Linked DNA regions of Triticum aestivum: region 1 is linked to region 2. The links are chromatin contacts, called in public Hi-C maps. All regions are on one chromosome and are shown on one strand. The core of a region is the stretch at or near the end of the contact, and the rest is flanking DNA. Distances in the headings are between cores, read along the strand shown. Region 1 holds the start of LOC123102309. Region 2 holds the start of LOC543378 (pyridoxal kinase).

The links. Hi-C and Micro-C count contacts between places; a contact is called where the count stands out from the background.
Region 1: a contact with region 2 is called in a Hi-C map of leaf, with 3 times the contacts expected there. The contact joins the promoter of LOC123102309 here to the promoter of LOC543378 in region 2. A contact is called at or near these places in 2 of 5 Hi-C or Micro-C datasets (both in leaf).

The regions. Positions count from the first base shown.
Region 1 is chr5A:58,739,726-58,744,551 of IWGSC CS RefSeq v2.1, reverse strand. It overlaps LOC123102309, which reads left to right and starts at 2,269. Exons shown (of 3, transcript XM_044523614.1): 1 at 2,269-2,537; 2 at 2,910-3,151; 3 at 3,244-4,263. The coding sequence starts at 2,966. The coding sequence ends at 3,573.
Region 2 is chr5A:58,210,475-58,215,159 of IWGSC CS RefSeq v2.1, reverse strand. LOC543378 (pyridoxal kinase) reads right to left here and starts at 1,421. Exons shown (of 12, transcript XM_044523612.1): 1 at 1,134-1,421; 2 at 760-892; 3 at 172-265; 4 at 1-94. The coding sequence starts at 1,228.

The sequences.
Region 1 (4,826 bases), core at 1,020-3,519, 530 kb before region 2:
TCCGCGCCAAGCTCTCTACTTCCGACGATGCACCCGTCTCTGATCCTTTGGAGTACCGCAGACTCGTCGGTGCGCTATAGTACATGACCATGGAAAATAATCCTGTCATGAAATGTCGGGTAGGTGCTCGGCCATGATGTTTGGGGCCAACGAGCACGCAGTGGTCCACGCGTGGGGCCACAAACTGCCTCTCGACGGCCAAATCTAGCATGAGCTCCAGGGGCCTCAGCAACGAAGTTGTTTTGTATTTTGATGGAAGCTGTGAGGCAACGGAGGTGAGAAAAGTGGAATCATAGGTTGTCGTCGATCTTTCTTTTCTTCCTTGGCGACGAGGGAGGCCTCCTCCTCCGCTTGCTCCTCCTAAAACATCTACAACCCCTCCTCCGACTGTGACACCCAATCGACCCGCAGGGGAACCAACACCCACGGTGGCTCCCGGTTTAGGGAGCTGTCCCTGAATCCGGTTTCGCTCACTGACGATCACTTCTCGGCGTCAGACTTCTTGCTTGTTGTGGCAAGCGAAGGTTTGGTGTTGTGCGGCAGCCACTGGATGTGCGGGGTAGGATGATGATTATGCACGTACTGTTTGCAAGGAGGAGCCTCGTGGGCTTTTAAGCCGTAGTAGGCTTCTAGGTCATGGCACGGCCAATAATGCGGGTAGACGGGAGGCGGATCTACCAGAGTGAATGGGGGCAGGCGGGATGCTCGTGTGTTGCAGTGAACCCGTTAGACCGGAGTGGACATGGTGCGGGAAGCCGCATTGGCAGAGTATGACGTGACATCCATCTGAACTCTCCAAACTCCTTGTAATTGGCGCAAATTTGCGGGATTTTAGTCGGGACAAATTTGGTAACCGCCATTGAATGGTCAAAAGTGTGTGGATGGCCCGGTCCAGATATTTGTGGGTAATTTAATGATCAACGTTGAAGTTGCTCTAAGATAAACATGGGTTTTCAGAGCAACCTTGTTGAGCAGTACATAGAAAAACAAAACAAATATATGAGAGAGTAGAGAAGTAACTCAGGTCTAACCTGACCATCTAGGTCGACACGACCCGTCAAGCCTCGGATAAGGCAAGGCACAGCACAACCCATGTCGGCCTTTCTATAAAAAGGATGCGTCGTGCCAACTCGAAGAGTTTGGATGGAGGATCGGCCCCGCACACCGACCCACATTAAAAAGGCCAAAAAGGACATAAAAGGCCTAAACTACCAAAAAAGACCTAAAAGGCTTAAACATCCCTAAAACAATTGTAGAAATACCCTAAAACGTCCAAAACAGCTCTAGAAAACCCCTAAAATGGCGCCATAGTTAAAAGGGTCGTGTCAGGCCACCCTTAAAGCTTGACCTTAGGAATCAACACTGGCCCATGGCGTGCTGAAGGCCGGCCCAACCCATGTATCCGCGTGCCACTTCGTGCCGTGCCAAAAAATACATGCCGCGGGCTGGATTTATAAGCACGACCCATATGGCCAGGTTTGTCCAGGTCTCATCATTTTAGATCCAAAATGGTGGTACTCCCTCCTTTTCGGTTTATAGGGCTTGAATTTAAAATCTCGTCAATCAATGCAGATGATGAGTGGAGTATCTCATAATTTATAAAATTACTCAAACTTTAATATGGATTAATTACAATATATACATGGATGACCACCAAATGAGTAGGAATAGTTACATGCACTGGTTGGTTTCTTTTAATCTTTGCATGCATCAATTTAATGCAACTTGGATTGTGAACATGTGGTGGAATGAAGTGAAAATAAGACTTATAGTATGGTAAAACCAAAAAAATGAGATGAGCCCAATAAACCAGAGAGAAGGAAGTACTATGTTACAAAGATAATGTCTCTAAAAATAAGGAAAAACTACGCTACAAAGATCAGACTCCTGCACATGAGACCTCTTTGCAGAGATACAAATTATATCAAAATTATTGGCAGACAGCTTAGGATTCAAGAGCAAGTACACAAGGAAACAAGGGGTGGTGGAGTGGCGTACAGACCAAATCATTCAAAGAAGCACGAAAACCAGCCTCCCTACACAAATAAAAAGAAACCGAAAGAAAAGGTGGCCTCCATGACCAATCGAGGAAGAAAAAGGTCCCATCTTGTTTATTGCTTCAATTATGGCAGCAGTTTTGCCGTGCAGGCCGAAATAATTTCCTCTTGCCCCCCACCAGCTTTTGCTCAACCTGCTTCCCATATGCAATTATTAAATATCTCCCCATTTTTTTACTATCAAGGATTCCCTTCTTTATATTATGAAAGAAAGAGAAAAGAGAGAAAATAACAATATTTGCCACTTGCTACGGGTAAGCTGTCCCCGTGTGGTTCCCCGTTTCCTGGCTATTTAAGGCCTCCCATCCCCTCCTACCCTTTCCTTCCTCCCATCGGCACGCCCATCCCGCTCCTCTCATAATCCTGAGAGTTTCTTCTTTTGTTTTATTTTTATTTCTTGGTAGGAGTAACAATAGTTTTGGCTCTCCTCCTTTCTCTCCCCCTGTATCCAAGGAGAGAAATCCAGAGGCGAAGCTTCAGGTAAACATCAACCTCCTCTCCCCCATCTCTCTATTTATCTCTCTCCCTCTAGTTTCTCATCTTCTGTTGGGGATCTGTGTTGTGTGGTCTGGGGTAGAGGTGAGGCTCGTTCTTTCTGTTTTCTTGATAGGTTTTGTTACAGATCTTGGGAACCCACCACATGTTCTTGCAAAAAGAGAGAATAAAACCGAGAGGATTTGTTCTTCTGTGACAAATCTTCTGGAAGGTTCCAGTTTCTTTTGATTTCTTTCTGTGTGGGTGGGGAAAAATCAGATTAGTTAGCAAATGTTTTTTGGTGTCTCGTTCGTGTGAAGATTGAACGATTTTAGAGGTGAAACTGAGCAATTTCTTTGGCTGTTCTTGTTCTTGCAGGGTCTGTAAATTTTCCGGATCTAATCAACTAACCGAAAAAACCCAAAAAAGAAACCATGAGCCACTTCGCCGCCATGAAGAGCCCCGTCCCGGTCGCCGCCGCTGCCGCTGCCGCCACCGACGCGAAGAGCCCGCTCTTCTGCCCCAAGCCGCGCCGCCCGGTCGCGCCCCTCCGGTGCCACCAGAGCGGCCACTCTGACGCGGGCGCCGGCATGGATCTGCTCGACCTCCTCCTATCAAAGGTGAGTTCTTTCTCCGCCTCGGCCCAAGATCCATGATTTCCTCGCGTGGCTTCTCCAACGGGTCGCTGATGTTTCTGCTCCGGTTCTTGCAGGGCGACGAGAGCAATCTTTCCGCGGCGTCCCCTCAGCCGCCGCTGTTCTGTGGCTCGCCTCCGCGGCGGGCCTCGAACCCGGTGGTCCACGACAGCCGGTTCGGCATGGACTGCCCGTCCAGTCCCCTGCCATGGTGGCCGGTGATGTCGCCGGTCACGCCAGCGCCGGTGGTGGTCCGTCCCACCCCACGCCCGGCGGGACCGCCGATGTCGCCCCGTTCCTCGGCTGGGTGCGCTCGCGTGTTCCAGCCAGCCGTCCGCGTCGAGGGTTTTGACTGCCTCGACGGTGGCCGTAGCGGCCGTGGCCATGGCATCGCCGCCATGGTCTAGATGCACATACAACATCGAATAACCAGGAAATCTTCTCCCCTCAGTAGTGCAAAAGCTTTGGGAGGGAGAGAGATGAGAGTGAGGAGATGAGTGAGAGGAGCTTAAGTCCAAAATTTAACCCCTAAAAACTATATAATCCATCAATCAAATCCCATAAGTATAATGAGTCTAGGTAATTTTACCACAAATCTTTTTGTATGTAAATAAATTTCAGGTTCAGATGCAGGTGCCCTTCATGTAAATTTGGGAGCTCTAGTTTGGGGGGACGGGGTAGAAGAAATCTAGAAGGGGGGATCTGGGACAGAGGGCACGAGAAACACGAAGTTTAGCCCTCTTTGTATGAATCAATTTTTTCATGAGTCCCTTTGCCTTCCTTCTGGATTAGTCATTCAATTAGGTTGGAGGGAGGGGTTGGGAATTAGTTAGGTACCTGTCCTAGTTCATCTGTCATCATGCTTATTTTTGGTTTATGATGGAATTGTTTTTGTCCATGCAACCAAGAAATCCAGGGCCAGCAAGGCCATGGAGATGTGTACAAAAGAGTGGCTACCAGAAGAGAAGAGAGAGCAGCTAGGTTTAAGTCAAGTCAATGAGTGAGTTGTGTGAGAGGCATGAATGATGTATTCCTGATATCGTTTTCTCTGTATATGTAATATATCGTTTCATTGAAGCAATATGTGTAATATCTCATGCCATGATTATCACCATCCCTTGTGACATCTTTTATTTTTTGGAATTTTTCGTCACCTCTCAATTTCTTGGTGGTTGGAGCCCCATCACAACACATGGTTTCCATGTGCTCAACCAACACGTAGGTGATAAGGATGCTGACTAGCCAATGACTAATGCAAAATAGCCTCCCTGAGTGGCTAATAATCTCAAGCTGGCTCATGGGGATCTGAAGGGCCAAAGATGAAATACCATGGTTTTTCTTGTGGCCTTCACCCCAAGTGTGTCCTTTTCTTTGAGATGTACTAGATGTGGTACTACTACTAGTACTGAATCTTTTGTGTTGAATCCACTGGATTTATTGGGGCGGTCAATCAATCAACCAAGTTGTTGACGCAGATGCTCTGCCAACAGCTGCAACGGTGAACAAGTTGCACTATTTACCACCAGTAAAATACAGGCCGAAAAAGCATGCAGCACACGTTCTTATCTTGCCACCTGCTGCGAGTCAAAAGCCACATGCTTTGTGGCGTCTTGTGCCTGCCACAAGGTGAGACGTAGATGCAGTGATCTCACCTCAAAAG
Region 2 (4,685 bases), core at 172-2,671:
TGTGTATAGTGCAATAATTCATTTTCCTCCAGTCCTTCAATAAGATCCCACAGCTGATTGCCATTGAGAACCTGTCCTCTAAATTTTGGGTATCCTGAGATAACACATAGTGGAAAATATTTAGGCGTGCCAGACATATTGCACATTTTACCGAATAGCCCAATTATATACCTGTATGATTAGAAAACTGTACAGAGTTTATCGGATCCACATCAAAACCAAGGAGTTGCAACGGAAAGACAGCAGATTTGTTGCCAACGTAGCCCTAAATTAAGGAAAAGCAGCATGAGTAGAGGACATAAATAAATCAAATCAAACATAAGGTTTTCAGTAATTTACTAGTACTCCTGATTTCCGAAACAATGCTATGCACAGTTATTATTGTACACTTAAGCAATCCCCAAGTATGATCATATGTATGCCATACAACAACTGCATTCACCAGTAAGCAACCACACGACTTGGTGACACTACACAACGGGAGACAATCATGATGATGGTGTGCAAGCAGCACGGCACGCATGCATGTCTGATATGAATTGAATAATAAAAATAATAATTCAGTCATGAAGCACTTGCAAATGACTTGAGTACAGCTGGTGTTCTCGGCCTAGCCACCGAGATCTTAGAACCCGCAAAACACTTGATTTGCTCCCAAACCCAGACTATCGTACCATACAGCCGCCAATTGCTCGTAGATGCAGGTAGTTAAGCAAGATCATGGCAGATGAACAGAGGAGAGAGAGGGTGGTGTGGCACCTGGACGGTGTGGGACTGGATGCTGAGCACGCGCCCCGTGTCAGACGGCAGTGCAACGGAGAGGATCGGCGGCCGTGCCATCGCCGGATGCACCGCCCCTCCACTCGTCCCCCGCCGCCAACCAGGTCCGTCCCTGCGAAATCGCAGCAGCACAAAGGCAAGCAAAGCTGGTCAGACACAGGAGGGAGAAGGAGAGGCCAAATTGTTCTCTTTTACTCCGATCTTCCACCATTAATCCAACCTAACCAATTGAGTAATCGGCAGCGGAATATCTTCGGAGATTTGGAGGTGGACTACGCAACTACGGGTCTCCACAGCTACTACTTTTTTATATTAATAATTAATTAATCGACAAGTAGATTATCTTTACCCACCTGGAGGAGAAAGGAGTGGATGGGATCCACCGTCTCCACGAGGCGCACGAGCGGGGGAGCGGCGGCAGGGGCGGCACGGCGGCGGCGGCGAGCATGCGACGGTGAGGCGGGCGGAGGCGGAGGAAGAAGAGTATGCGTGGGGGATAGACGAGTGGACCAGCAGCGGACGGCGATGGGATCGCACGGCTGACAGTTGACGCTATCGTGGCCGTCCGTGTGGCAAGCGAGGGATAGGATTCCTTCGCTCACGACAGCGTAGTTTTTGTTTTTCTCTACTACTATTAAACAAGAAAACATACACCCAGCCTAAGCTATACGTAACAACACAAATCAATAATAGCCTCACGATAAAGGTAACTTAATTAAAGCTGACCATCAAGGTAAAACTAACCCTCAACCAAAGGTACGTTTAGCAATTTTTTTATGCGGACGAAAACTCTGCCAGAAGCGAACGGAAGGCCCACCTCAGCCACGTCGCCAAATTAGCGCTAACCTCCATCTAATCTCACCCCAAAATTAGCGCTAACCTCTCCAGCCACACAAGTCTCCCACAGCGCGGCGGCGCCCGCTCCCCCTCGCCTCTCGGGCCACACCGATCTCTTCCCTCAGCACGAAGCGGGCGCACGCAGGGCGGCCGCCGGCGAATGAGGCCGCGAGCGATCCCGTGGCGCTGCGGCGCCTGCATCCCTCGCATCTCTGATCACAGTGGTCTGCTCCCTAAGCACGAAGTCGGTGCATGCAGGGCGGCCGCCGGCGAACGAGCCCACGGCGCGGCGATCTGCTCCCTGCCAGTTTGAAATCCGCACTGATCTCCTCCGTGCTGGTCGTTCTACGGGGAAGATCGCTGAGTACTTCGTGTAAATCTGCTGCAAACGACCAACACTCTGTGCCAAGATGCGGAAGTATTTCATCCCTCACACGTGCTTCCTGGCCTCACATGTGATGTAAGTATCGCATCCCTCACATGTGCTTCCTGAATCGCTCTCTTAAACAACATAGAGTATATGTGGATCAAATTACTTCATGTCTGCTAACAAAATCACATATCCTATGTGACAGTGGGTTATTTTTCTCCTTCGAAATTGATGAGCTGGGAGATAATGCCACGGAATAACATAAGTATTTCTGTTTTAAGTGTATATACTATCCTGATAAAATCCTCAGAACGCAGAAGTGTGTGCATTCTTGGTTTCATGCACCATATTATTGTTCATGTTTGAGAGATTGGTTTTCAGCATGTGAATCTGAGCTTCACATACTTTGCCCGAGAAACTTCAGTTATTGATAAGACGACAAAGGATGAAAAATATTTATTGATGTCTGAAGCATTTCAGTGTAACTACATTCTTGCACTTTATGTCTCATTGATTCTGTTCTGTTGCAACTTGTCTTAAGGTGCATCTGCTTCTTCATTTCTTAATCACTGTTTCTATACAATTTGATGGCGAAAGTGCATGGTGGCTGTGGCGCTGTGTTATTCATCGCTGAGAGGAAGAAGAAAAGGGGGATTGGACAAGGAGCAATCATGGGCTTGGCTGGCGTGCTCGAGTGAAACATGCCCGTTTTAGTGTGGGTCGAGGCACTAGGGTGTGTTGTCGGTGTGGCTTGGTCGGGCATTCGCTAGCTTAATCATCATGCGTTTGGCTGAGCAAGCGATCGCTAGCGCCAACCGGTACTCCGGCAGGCAAGTACCACAACAATTAGTGTGACGGTCGGCATCAGACTGCACAAGAAGACGGCTCTGCGAATGGCCTAAATGCTGGAGCCTGTACTTCCATCTTCTGCAGGAAGGACCGCAACCTCTAGCAGTGCAGGACGACAATAGCTTCACAGCGTCACCGAAGTCCGGGCGGTGGCTAAGTTCAGCATCAGCCTAGCTGCTAGCCAGAAGTTGGACATGAAGGGGAGAGGGAGCGGTCAGCAAACGCAAAGGGGCAGGGGTCATCATAGTTGTTAATTTGTTTTTTCTAAATTTATAGCGATGCAATATAAGTTTCTGAATTTCTATCAACTTAAGATCGTGCATAGTAGTGGTCTATTGATAGTACTGGTCAAGGTGTCAAATACTTTGTTTTTGCTTTGCATCAAACCATTTCTTTTGTGCTCTGGAGTTTAGAGTCAGCCCCACCTTTATTTTCCTCCGTCCTCTGCCACTACTCCTAAATGTATTGGAATTCAGCGGGTCATGAAAATGGACGGATGTGATAGTGAAGGAACCAGAGGGAATGATACTACTATATCAACAACGGTGTTCATACGTAAGTACTCCACCTATTCTAATTTTTTGTATTTTTTCACAAAAAACTATCAAACTTGTGTACTGTCATACCTTCTATTTTTTCTTGTTATACCTTCTATTTTTTCTTGTTAATTTGCACACAGGCGAAGAAAATAAAAATGAGGAAGATACTAAAAGACACATGGATGAGTAACATAGATGAAAAACTCATATACCCATCATGTCTTGGATGAGAAAGTATGAAAACTTCAATGAAAAATTTAGCACCGCCAAACCATTTGGAAATGCACCACCAGAAATGAAAAACAATTAGGAGGTAGATGCACTAGAGGAAGGAAGAGGAGCTCCAGTTTGATCCCATACTTTGTGTCATAATTTCATATTGGGTAATTCTTTTGTCTCAATGATTCACTATATAATTCTCATTGATGAAACTTTGGGCGGTACCTTGATGAATGTACTTCAAATCTTTACTATTAAAGGGTACGTTTTGTTTTGGTATGTTCGCCTCCTTCGCTACATGGGACCTTTCCATCATTTTCATTTTCAATATATTAAGTAAATCTTTCTCTTTTCTATTTAATTTAATTATGCAGGAAAGGAGGAATACATAGTTTTACTACATAATAGTATAAATAAGATAAGGAAGAGGGTATTGTAACTAGCAAGTTAGCCTGTTCATCCGTATGGCCATGAACCTTCTTAAAATATGTATGGTTGTTGTATCGTACCAAACAATATAATCTTCAAAAAGCACACGTCTGTTCATATTAAAAATGTACCTCTGTTGAAACTTTGACTGCTAGTCATTCAGTTTGAAGTGAAAACACATAGAAAACCGTACTGTTAAGAGGTGTTGTCTCCTGTGCATGGATCAACCTGGATGGAGGGCGGTGGATCGGGGACGTAGCGGCAGCGACCAGGTATCTTCCTTTCAGTAGAGTGCATGAGATTACTTTGGAAACAAACTGCAACTTTCTTGACGTGCCCAGTACTAAACTGGGAGGTGCTGGGAGGCTGATGCTTGACTATCTCCAGATGAAACTGACATCGAGGTGAGTGGACACAAGCTTGACTACTTTATTCTTTTAGTATGAACTTGATTAGCATTTCATAGAAACATGATGTGTGTGATATATCTGAATCAACAAGCTATGCAATTTTTTTCATTACGCAATACAAAAGTATGTTGCTACACCTTATTATCAAGGAATACAAAAATATATTGCTATACCTTATTTTCAGCAGTTATAAAATATGTATTCAATTTAATAGTTTTGATGGAATGCTCATGTCAAGTTGCTAATGTGGTT